2 separate regions of the Capsicum annuum genome follow, and region 1 is linked to region 2. Evidence: chromatin contacts called from public Hi-C data. All regions are on one chromosome and are shown on one strand. The core of a region is the stretch at or near the end of the contact, and the rest is flanking DNA. Distances in the headings are between cores, read along the strand shown. Region 1 holds the start of LOC107842165. Region 2 holds the start of LOC107842221 (histone H3.2).

Region 1 (6,389 bases), core at 140-2,639, 520 kb after region 2:
TCATGATTTAGATACCAATTAAATTATATTATTTGATTTTAAAAATTATTATAATCCCACAATCTTAGCAACATAGTATTATCTTGTCCATAAATATAGAAAATCAATTTTTCTCTCCATTATTTTTTCCTACGCAACTTTAGTTATTTTATTTTTGTAAGTTAATTTTTATTGCCTTTTTTGGAACTTTTTCTTTAAACATTTGCCAATGGAGAGCCAATTATTTCTCGTATTTTCTCCACATTTTTATTGTGAAAATCAATTTTCTGAAGATAATTGTTAAAGAGAAAGTTTCAATAAAAAAATGCGGCAAAAAAATTAATTCTAGAAGAAATTGAAAGATGGATGTGCGTAGAGAAAAAAACAATTAGGAAGGCAATTTTTTTCCCCTATCTAAGATCGTGAGATTACAATAATTTGTGAAACCAAATAATATACTTTAATTATTATCTAAATTATAATTAGTGATTTATTTTGGATAACTAAATCTTAATTATTAAATTTAATCTTTGTCATGTATCACTAATCTAAATAAAAACTTCAGAAAAATAAAGAGAAAGAAAATGAAAAGGAATCGAATCCATTAATTAAGGCCTTAAGTTTGTTATGCTCGTAGTTTTCTCTAATTTTATTTGTTAAATTCAACTAAAAGTTCAAAAACTAATAGACCCACTGTATTTTCTTGTACAAAATAAGAAGCTCAACAAAACTAAAAAATGATATCCTACAAGTCTCTTCAACCAAAATAAATGAGTATTCGATTTCTTGCTGCACGTATGAAGATAACAGAGAAGAAGAAGGAGGAGGAATGTGGCAGAGCAGAAGTATCACAACTTTTATTAATGGGGCCAAAAATTAAATAATTTTGTGTAAATTCCATACATGACAAGTAAAAAGGAACAAAATAAATATATACCAAAAAAGCTATATAAAGTTATTATATTTGTATATTGTGAAACAACGTAAAACATGCGCTTTAATTAAAAAAATGGACTTTTTTTTTTGCACTAATGAAGGATGTATACATGTTTTATGAAAATGACAACCCAATGACGGATATATAACGTACAATTTTATACGACGACTGATTTTGTAGAAAACTTAGTTTCTTTCTATATATCGGTTGAAGATAAAGTAATTTGTCATTTTTTTTTAGTTTATTTTAAAAAGAAATATTTATTTAATTTAATTTTTCACGTGACATGTTTAGGAGGAAAAAATTAAAGTATTGGTTTTGACGCATTCTACATGTAATACCACACAATTCAAAAATCTTCTTTATATTTCAAAATCACATAAATAAATTGAAACTTATAGTTAGTCTGCTCTATTTAAACTGGTTAAGTGGAAGTCTTAATGAAAACTACTAAAAAATTATGTTGCATAGTAAGTACTCTTTCATATTTGAACGTCAAAATTAATGATGTCGTCTTTGCCAGAAAGTACTTTAACTCTAAAGTGGAACATCCTAGCGAGAATTCCAAAGTATGTTGCTCGGATGTTTCAAAAATTGTCATTCGGGTGCATATCGAATCCTTCGAAAGTAGTGTATTCTTAGAGGATCCGATACAAGTACATCAACATTTTTGAAGAGGCCGAGCAATTTAGATTCCAATTAGTGGAGCTCAGACAAAATTGTACTTTGTAGAGCAGAGTGTTACTTTCTAACCGCTGATGATTTAAATTGCTACTTAATTTGTTTTATGCTGTCTATAAAATATGTTGCACATGCTTTCTCTTCAACAATTCTACAACCAGTCCAACTGTTATGTGCAGTTCCTACCCCCACTGTTTATTTCCATTAATACTTTGAATACAACAACAACATAGCCAGTTGATCTGTGGCCCAAAAAAGAATTTGAGCTTAATTAGTTGTGATGAAGGAGAAAGAGAAGGTGTTGTTTTTACGTAAAGTTGTCCTAATGATAATGATGGTGGTAATATTGTTGGCAAGTGGAGTAAAGGGTCATCGAATTCTTGTGGATACAGATATGGATACTGATGATTTCTTTGCTCTATTGTACCTTTTGAAGCTTAACACATCACAAATGGACTTAAAGGTTTTACTCACTCTTGTTTCTATTCTTGCTGAGGCTGTCATATAAATATATTACTTGTTCTCCTCTCCATCTCTAGGAGGTAAGGGTAAGTGCTGCGTGGGACTACACTGGGTATTTGTTGTTGCTGTTGTCATTGTTGTTGTTGTTGTGTATTACTTGTTCACCAGGGGCCAAATGCCCACTAGCTTGGGTTGAGGCATTATTGTTGTGTTATGGTTGGTGTATATTCCTTTCTCTTTTTTTTATCTTCACCTTTGATTTTTGGATATCAGCTATAATCTCTCTGTGTACATGTCTATGTTGAGAATTCTTTTCACGCTAAAGGTGGGATCAAAACTGTCTAGTCCTTATTTTGTGATCCAATTCAATTAGCTTTAATTTCTTTTTATAGAGTAGTTGTTAAATAAGAGTTGCTTCCTTAAATTAGAGTGCTAATAATGATTAGATTAACTACACTTGTTAAATCAGGTAATTTAATACTGTCTTCGCAATCTTCTATTCTGGCTTTCATAGGAATAACTAAAAGTTGCTAAAGACTTACTCTCTTTTGAACAACTTTTAAAACTAAGCAGTGTCACAATTGTTTGAAGTCATGACTAGGGATCAAACAACTTGTACCATTATTTTTTTTGTTTGTTTAAAGCATGTCAGGGAAAATGATATAACTTGGAAGGGGGCAATCCCTTTGATAATTCGTGCAATAGAGGCATACTACCAGCTCGTAACGTAAGTTTTCCTATAAAACTACTTGAGGGAGATTTTTGCTGCAGGCAATAACTATTAGCACAAACGCATGGAGTGATGCAGGACATGCTGTAAATCAGGTGTATGACATGCTTTACATGATGGGGCGTGACGATATTGCTGTTGGTGTGGGAGGTGAAGGTGGAATACTTCCCAGTGGTACCATTCTGCCAAATGTTGGGGGATATCTCCCTATAATTGATCAGGTGAATTTTATTTTATTTTATTTTTTTTTTGCAATTTAAAAAAAACATATGTTTTAATGTCAAATTGCTGATAAGTTATACATCTCCATAATTTTCCTTGAATGTACTAACTGTTCACTGATTTGTTAGGGAAATGGTACAGCTGGGTATTGTAGATACAGACAAGCTATTCCTGTGGGTACCGGAGGACGTTTGGACATTGACTCAAATTTTGGATTCAGAAAGAGCTTCCTCCCACAGGTACCATTTCGCACTAAAACTGAATGTAGGATAACTTTGTATAGCTGCCTTAATCACATTAATAGGATTGTTGATCTAGGATACAAAAGTAATCACTTTTGTCTCCACCTTTCTGTTCATTTCAAATTATCTGATGCTCCTGTGTAAAGCACGGGCTATCTTTAGCCTAACTGTTATCTCTCGTTTCTGGTTTTACACAAGAAGTACAATTAGACACTTTAGCTTCAGTCTGCAGTATGATTGAATGTAACGGCAGAAAATCAGTTAATCAACCAAAGGCAACTGCCTACTTAAATCTGTCTTTTTTGCCTGGCAGTCAGTCACAATGATATGGCATATAGCATAAGAAAGTAATAGCGTGTCGCAAATATTATATAACTGATTCTTGGATATGAATAGTGAAGAACCTTACTTGTGAAGGTGCTGAATGTGAATCCCTAGACTTGGCACTAATGCAACTATTTGAAGAAGCTCAATTCTATTACTTAGTTCCCCCACGTTTAAAATGTTTTCATAACATGTTAATCTTTCACTTCACAATAGGGGAAGAGACATTATTCACCTCTTCGACAGCCAACAGCGCAGCAAGTAATGATCAACACAATTTCATCTGGGCCCACAGTGGTTTTCCTCATTGCATCACATACAAATTTTGCACTATTTCTCCAAAGTAATCCACATTTAAAGAAAAATATCGAACACATTTACATAATGGGAGGTGGTGTAAGGTCAAAAAATCCTACAGGTTGCTGTCCACAAAATGTCAGCTCCTCTTGCCAAGCTCAGCAATGTGGTGACATTGGCAATTTGTTCACAGATTACACAAGTAACCCTTATGCAGAGTTCAACTTCTTTATGGATCCCTTTGCTGCATATCAGGTATACAAAAATCAATCGACGTTCCACTGCATGTTCTTTTATATAGATGTATTGTAACTAATCCTAATAGTTAGTAACTGTCATCATTCCCTTATGGTGTAGGTATTTCATTCAGGCATTCAAGTTACACTTGTCCCATTGGATGCCACAAACACCATTCCCGTAACTGGAAAGTTTATTAAAACTTTTGAGAAGAATCAGCACACTTACGAGGCACAATACTGTTTCAAGTCTCTGAAAATGGCTCGTGATACTTGGTTTGATGACCAATTCAACATGGTAATATTTTAGAAATGTTGAGCTTGGTATATATGAAAACATCAGTGAAAATGGGATTTACTGATGACAATGTTGCTAAATGCAGATTTATTTTGTGTTGCTAAACGCAGAGTTATTTTATGTGGGACTCCTTTATGTCTGGTGTAGCTGCTTCAATCATGCAGAAACAGCACAATCAGCACGGAGAAAATGAATTTGCAGAAATGGAATATATCAATATCACTGTAATTACTTCAAACAAGCCATATGGGATTCCTGACGGATCAAATCCACTATTTGATGGTCATATAACTCCAAAGTTCAGCGTAGCACGAAATGGAGTTCATAGCGGCCATGTTCAGACAAAACTTCGTGATCCATTTTGCATAAAAAAGAACAGGAGAGGCAGATGTCAGGTGATGAACTGTTACAGGTCATTATTGGATAATGGTTTTTAGTTGTTGTCTGTATTAAATAAGATATTAGTCGTAACTTGCGAAAACATGATTTTAACTCCTTATGGTGTGACTATTCATGTTTTCAATTAACTAAGATGAGTTTGAGATGGGTTGATATATCATTTCCTTCGTTTCCTTTCTGGTTGTTTGTTCACTACTTTATGCTTAACATTTGTACCGTTATGTATTCTGAGTTGGTGGTGTTTATCAGGATGGTTATACAAAAGAAGTTTTTGGTCCAGGAGGAGTGCCTATTCTTGTTGCTATAAAAGCAAAACCTAATCAAGATGTTAACAGTGAACTGGACAGAGAGTTTTTCGTTAGCTTTCTGGATGTAAGTTACTAATTTCAAGTCTGAATTGGTTGTATTTCATATAATACCAATATGAGCTGCAATTCATTCCTATCTACTCTGAGCTCATGTTTGCCGATGGCATTTTCATCTTACACATTATTAAAATAAAAGGATAGACCATTTCAAAACTAATACTATATTTGTCATGGTTGCAGGTCTTAAACAAAAGAGAGAACAGCGGGAGGTTTAACTTTTCTATGCAATTTCCTTATTACAGAAAAGTACTTCACAAACCCGATTTCAGGGGAAAGCATCTTGGGAAGAATGTTGTGTTTGATATGGATATGAGTGCTGGAGATTTTCTAGCTCTCTTTTACCTCCTTAAGTTGCCAATAGAAGAGATCAATCTGAAGGTAAATGACGTTCTATTTTGAACTAGATCCTCAGCTGAAAATTCAAATTGGATCTAGATGTTATCTTGCTTTATTTACTATCAGGACATGTTAAAGAAAATTCTTTTTACTTCACCAAACGCATTATGTTTCAGTAATTTTCTTAAATGGGTGGTAAAACTTGCTTCAGTTCATGCTCAACTCTTTATCCAAAAATGTGTTAAACGTTCATAAGAGAAACTTCCTCTATCTTGAGTGACATTGAGGAAGCCATGATTGTCAATGTGCAAAATCTTCTATCATTTAGGCTATAATTGTGAGTCCAACTGGCTGGGCAAATGCTGCAACAATTGATTCTGTGTATGATTTGCTTCATATGATGGGTCGTGATGACATTCCCGTGGGCCTTGGAGATGTTTTTGCAATGAACCAGTCTGATCCTATTTTCTACGCTGTTGGTGACTGCAAGTACAACAAGGTTATCCCACAAGGTTGTGGTGGATTTCTCGACTCCGACACTCTTTACGGTTTATCTCGTTCTTTGCCTCGAAGTCCTCGAAGGTACATGGTCTAGGTAGTGTAAATCATTTGCCTAAAGGAGGAACAGTAGATTTCTGTAAAAATATGTGATCTTGAAAAGCATTAACATTTCATGATATTCATCTTAGTGTGCAAATTTGCTGATCTATCTGCTTGATCTAAATAACATCAGATACACAGCTGAAAATTCTGTGAAATATGGAGCTCTAAGAGACACTGATCATCCTGAACTCAGACAACCTCGAGCACTAGAAGTATGGGAATCAGCAGTGAAATCACTGAAACCAGGATCTAAGATTACTATTTTAGCCAATGGT
Region 2 (5,709 bases), core at 941-3,440:
TCCTTCTCTTAGACCCAGGTAGATTTAGTCTTTTCATATGTAAACTTCCCTTGTCAGTCAACTCCCTCAAATTTCACATTACAAACATATTAAGATATCCTTTAGCTTAGATAGCTGTTTTAGCTTAGAGAGCTGTTTTATTCCGTTGTAATTGATCTCTATGTAAATCCTTGTCATATCAATGACAATGTTTTGCTTTATGGGTTGTGACTTGATATATCCATCTTAGATATTTTCATTAATGTGAAAGGTATTATCTTCTGAATTTTTATGCAGGATATATTAATTGTTGGGGGACACATCAATTATGATGACATAGAGAAGGGAAATGTCATCAATTTCCCTTGTAACAAATTTGCGGAACTGAATATGTTTCTTGACCCTTTTGCTGCAAAAACAGTTCTGAGTTCTGAACATAATATCACTCTCATTCCACTTGGAATGCAGCGGAAAGTCAGTGCATTCCCTCAAATTCTTGAAAAACTGTACGTGGAAAGGACACCAGAAGCCATCTTCACCAGGCGCTTGATGTCTAGGTTATATCGTCTGCAAGAGACGAATCCTGTATACCAGCATGTGGTATATAATTCTTAACTCAATTTATCCTCTACTGGCTCTGTTTCATTATGTTTCCTTGTAGTTAATGAATTTCACTTGTTGATACTTTTGCCTGTAATAGCATTCATAATATTTCAGGATATGTTTATTGGTGAGATCCTTGGAGCTGTAGTAGCTGGAGATCTCTCTGCACTAAAATCAACCTTTGAAGTAAAGAAGTTAAAAGTGAGTGCTACTGGAGTTGAATCTGAAGATGGTGAAATTATTATTGACAAAGCACAGGGAAAAGCAGTTAGAGTAATGGTGAATCTGGATCCATCAGTTTATTACAATATTTTAATAAAACGACTTGGGAATAAAAACCAGTCAGCTGTAATTGGAAGTTTCAATGAGCAAAGAAAAATTTGGAGTACACCATCTACTTCATCCAATATTTAGCAACAAATGCAAAGTTGCTAAATAATACCTGGAGTTGAATCTTACTGGGGAAAAATAAGCGCTTCATTTATTTGTTTCGCAAATCAAGAGATTTGTTACATTCAGAGTTACTCAGCACATATTTGTGTTGGTGAGAGATAAGTCTAACCTGTTCCATATGATCAATTTGTCATGTTGATTGAAGACTACAAATTTCAAAATTTGTTCAGTGCTCTTGTCCTGGAAATGTATAAAGATCAACATAATGCTACACAAACAATATTCAACAAACTCAATGTATTCCCACATAATGTGGTTGGGGAGGATAAAATATACACAATTCATATCACTGTCTCGAAAAAAGTAAAAAGACTGTTTCTAATAGGACCCCAATTCAAGACAAAAAATAGTAAACAAAATTGTAATACAACATAAAACAAAATGGATGGAATAATACAAATAAAAAATAAGACACCTACATAATAATACCATACACTCACAAACCAAATTACTAGCCCAACTACAAACAGTATTCAATGGTTGGGAAATATCACACGGATGTAATAGCAAGATCATTGATTGAATAAAATGAAGTTCGGATTTCATTAATCAGATTGCAGATTACTTGTAAACCAACATTTTACACACACTACAACTGAAATCAACTATTAGACATTAACCCGAAAGATCATCTTCTTCTTAAGCCCTTTCTCCACGAATCCTCCTAGCAAGCTGAATATCCTTAGGCATAATCGTAACCCTCTTAGCATGAATAGCACAGAGATTAGTATCTTCAAACAAACCAACCAGGTATGCCTCAGCAGCCTCTTGTAGAGCAGCAACAGCACTACTCTGAAACCTCAGATCCGTCTTGAAATCCTGTGCAATTTCCCTCACCAGCCTCTGAAACGGCAACTTCCTAATCAACAACTCCGTCGATTTCTGATACTTCCTGATTTCCCTCAAAGCAACGGTTCCTGGCCTGAAACGGTGAGGCTTTTTCACTCCTCCGGTTGCTGGAGCTGACTTTCTTGCAGCCTTGGTTGCTAGCTGCTTCCTTGGAGCCTTTCCGCCTGTGGATTTACGAGCTGTTTGCTTGGTACGGGCCATTTTTACCGGACATGTAGTGAGACAATGTTGACTTGTGGAATGGTGAATTTGGGAAATGGGTGATGAGGAATTTATATAGAGAGATAGCGGGGCGGGAAGGTTGGAAATTTTGGAGTTTGAAATTAGTTTTGGTGCCGTTGATTAAATTGATTGAGATTTTAAATAGACGGTGCAGATTGGAGGAAAGTTGACTGCTTGGATAGCGATCCAAGTGCTATCAATGTAACGAATGTGTATGCGACACGTGGAAAGCGCAAAGAGTAGTATTTTCTTTTACGTTACTTTTGCCACGTCAAGTTATATAAAGACATAAAGTCATTACTGAACTTGTTCGACATTTGCAAAAAGATACTTTAACTTTGGGGCGACCTATTACCCCACAAAATTTATAAAGACCAGTGCAAATAGACCATTTTGATTGAATTTCAGCCAAGATTTGTGTTCCATGAAAATGAGGCGCGTGAAGGAGAAATATTGACTTCAACAACAAATTAAAAAGTGCCACGTATAAATAATTTTGTCTATTCTTTATAAAATCTATCTTTTAAAAAGAAATCAACATTTATTTACCTTTTTCAATTATTCCCTACCCCCTCTCCGCTCCCCCCTCACCGCCACCCCACCCACACAAAAACACCATTGTCTTCTTCGACTGAACATTTGTATACTACCTTTTTTCCTCTTATTCTTAGATATGTTTTTTAAAACGCTTTTTCTACTTGATTCTATTCCTTGATACAAGATTGCTCTTTCTTTTCTTTTTTATGAAGTGAGTATTTATCTATTTTTATTAAGAACAATAAAACTTCATTAAATGGAGTTTCAATCACATCGCTAGTATAGAGTTTTTGATTTATAAATTTAAATTCATTGATAAATTGAATTTGACTATTGTAAAAGAAAATTAGAATTTATTAGAAGATAATGATGTTTTCATTGAAAGTTCGGAACGATGAGCGGACGTCGAATGAGCGGGATGGGGGTGGGGGATTCTGCTTCTGCAACAAGGTGGAACAAATTATTTAAGGGATCTAGTGCCCGTTTGGAAGATATTATAATCTGGTCAAAATAAATTATAATCACTTTTTAGTTTAAAAGGGTATTTGGCAAATTTCAAAATGGCTTTAAAAAAGTTGTTTTTAGCTTCTTTTTTTTAAGCTAAAAACAATAAGCTCCAAATGGGAGCTTATTATTTTTCAAATTATAATCTATTCTCCATTGACCAAATAAATGACTTTTGTGCCTTTATAATTTTTCCTTATTCCAAAATTGTCCACAAAGTTTGCTAATGCATAATTTAATATATATATATATATATATATTAATTTAAATTATTTTAGCAATAAAAAATAATAATATTAATTAGAGGACACGCTAATTAAGTGCTAATTAATGCTTTCTTCGTGAATTAACGATTCAGTGAATTAATGATTCAGTGAGTTTTAACTAATTAATAATTTTTTTCATGATTCAGTGAAAATATTTAGCCTACCCCGCTAATCTAATTTTGAAAAACCATCAATTTATTAAACCATCAAACTAATAATTTAAGAATAATAAAATCTATTATTAAACCATCAACTAATGATTCAGTGAATTTAAGAATTATAAAACCATCAATTTATGAAATAATCAAATTCATTGAATCGCTAATTAATAATTTAATTATTAATTGAAGACAAAATTAAGAATTATAAAACCATCAATCTACGAAGAAATAATTTTGTCTAAAGAAATTTTCTTAATAGTAAATAGTAATATATTTCTTCCACTTCAACTTATATAATGTAGGTGGATTGGATATGAAAATTAAAAAATATGAAAAATTTACAATGTTTTAAAGTATTTTTAAATATAAAAATATTCTTATGAATTTTTGTCAAATACGTAAAATTCAACATGACAAATATTAATAGCCTCCTTAAATAATTTCTACTCTATGGCAATAAAAATTAATAATAATCAACTCTATATATTATTAACAACTACAAGGGTATTTTAGTCATTTTAATAAAAAAATGCTTAAAAGCATTTTTTACGAAACACATCAATAACTTTTTTCCAGTTTCAGCACTTTATCCAAACACTTAACTGCTTATTTTTAAAATAGTTCATCACTTTCAAAAGTACTTTTAAAAAACTTTTTTTCAACCGTTTTTTTTCAGCCTATCCAAACGGGCTCCTAGTGAGTGTGTGTTTTGATGGTGGGTGGGTGGGGGTGGGGGGTGGTTAAACACATTTATATTTTATTATGGTTCTTAATAATAAATAAAATATTATTAAATGTAAAATGAAATAAAATATTAAATGTATTTATTCAATGGATTGATAAATAAAATAATAAATAAAATATTATTCAATGGATTGATAAATGTATTTTTATCTATTTATAAAATAAGAAAGAAAACTTTATTAAAAAATATAAATAAAATATGAATTAATGTATTTAACACATGGGAGATAATGATTGGTGCGTGAATTTAATCTCTTTCTTGTGATTGAAATTCAACTAACAAAGGTGTATTAATATTATTTTAAAATTATTAAAAGGGTAATAGGACACCCGCAAAGTTAGAATGCCTTTTTGAAAATCTCTAACAAATTCAGTGGTGTCGTTATGTTTTTTCTCTTATTTTTATCAATTTTTTTTGGACCGTAGTTTTGCTACTATTGGGAGAGAGTTTTTGAAAATATTATTTAGTGATAAAACTAGTCAAGTTTTCATTGAAAAAATTTAAGATTTTAAAATCTAGAAAAAGTATTTTTTTTGGTCAAAATTTAGTTTTTGTTTTAAAAATAAGTTAAAAGATTAACAATATGAAGTAATAAAGTAGACAAAAAATGATTAATGAAGAGAGAATTTTCTTATTCTTCCAAATATCAAAGTATTTCAAGTGTGTCATCGATTACCTATCATACCCTGTCTATACTATTACGAGAGGATAGTTGTAAGGTTGCTTTAAACATACCATTAACTCTTGAGAATGTGGGAAAGATTAGGGGAGTGTGGGAGATGTAATGGAGTATGGATATTTACTAAATATAATGGTGGAGTTACACCTTAGGATTAATGGTCATCCACACGTAATGATATTATTTACAACACTCTTCCTTGGATGTCCATTAATAGATAATGTGTCTCACTTAAACCTTACTAGGAAACATCCCGTGAGAAAAAAATCATATTAAAGAAAAAAGAGTACACATATTTAGTAATACACATTATTTGCTATCTTGTTCAAAGCCTTGTCAGAAAAATTCAATGGAACAAAATCTTGATCAAAGAAAAAAAATTATTGTTAAAGTATCGTTTTAGTGATGACTTTGATTTTTGTGTTGGACGACAAAAAAAATGACTTGAAGCATTGAAGAATAAATAAGTACCAATAAGTTGGGACTTGATTCAAACAAAAAAGGAATCATTTAAAGATACAACTTTCAAGGAGCATTCATTGAAGACTCAAAGAAATGAAGAACAAAACAATAAATAGAACCGGGAAACTAGTAGCAAACATTCACAACTAGTTCAAGATTAAATTTTCACAGATTAAGAAAAAATACATTAAAGACTAAAAAATGTCAACTAAAGTCAACACTTAACTTTGCCTTATTCTTGAAAAAGAA

What was found. Hi-C and Micro-C count contacts between places; a contact is called where the count stands out from the background.
Region 1: a Hi-C map of leaf shows a contact between it and region 2, with 2.7 times the contacts expected there. The contact joins the promoter of LOC107842165 here to the promoter of LOC107842221 in region 2. A contact is called at or near these places in 2 of 5 Hi-C or Micro-C datasets (leaf and placenta).

The regions. Positions count from the first base shown.
Region 1 is chr1:192,352,984-192,359,372 of UCD10Xv1.1, forward strand. LOC107842165 reads left to right here and starts at 1,390. Exons shown (of 12, transcript XM_016685923.2): 1 at 1,390-2,060; 2 at 2,831-3,010; 3 at 3,140-3,250; 4 at 3,794-4,129; 5 at 4,232-4,408; 6 at 4,519-4,803; 7 at 5,057-5,179; 8 at 5,356-5,553; 9 at 5,840-6,093; 10 at 6,245-6,389. The coding sequence starts at 1,878.
Region 2 is chr1:191,833,513-191,839,221 of UCD10Xv1.1, forward strand. It overlaps LOC107842221 (histone H3.2), which reads right to left and starts at 2,191. Exons shown (of 1, transcript XM_016685977.2): 1 at 1,555-2,191. The coding sequence starts at 2,085. The coding sequence ends at 1,675. LOC107842195 reads left to right here. Exons shown (of 12, transcript XM_047408377.1): 11 at 277-579; 12 at 697-1,222. The coding sequence ends at 996.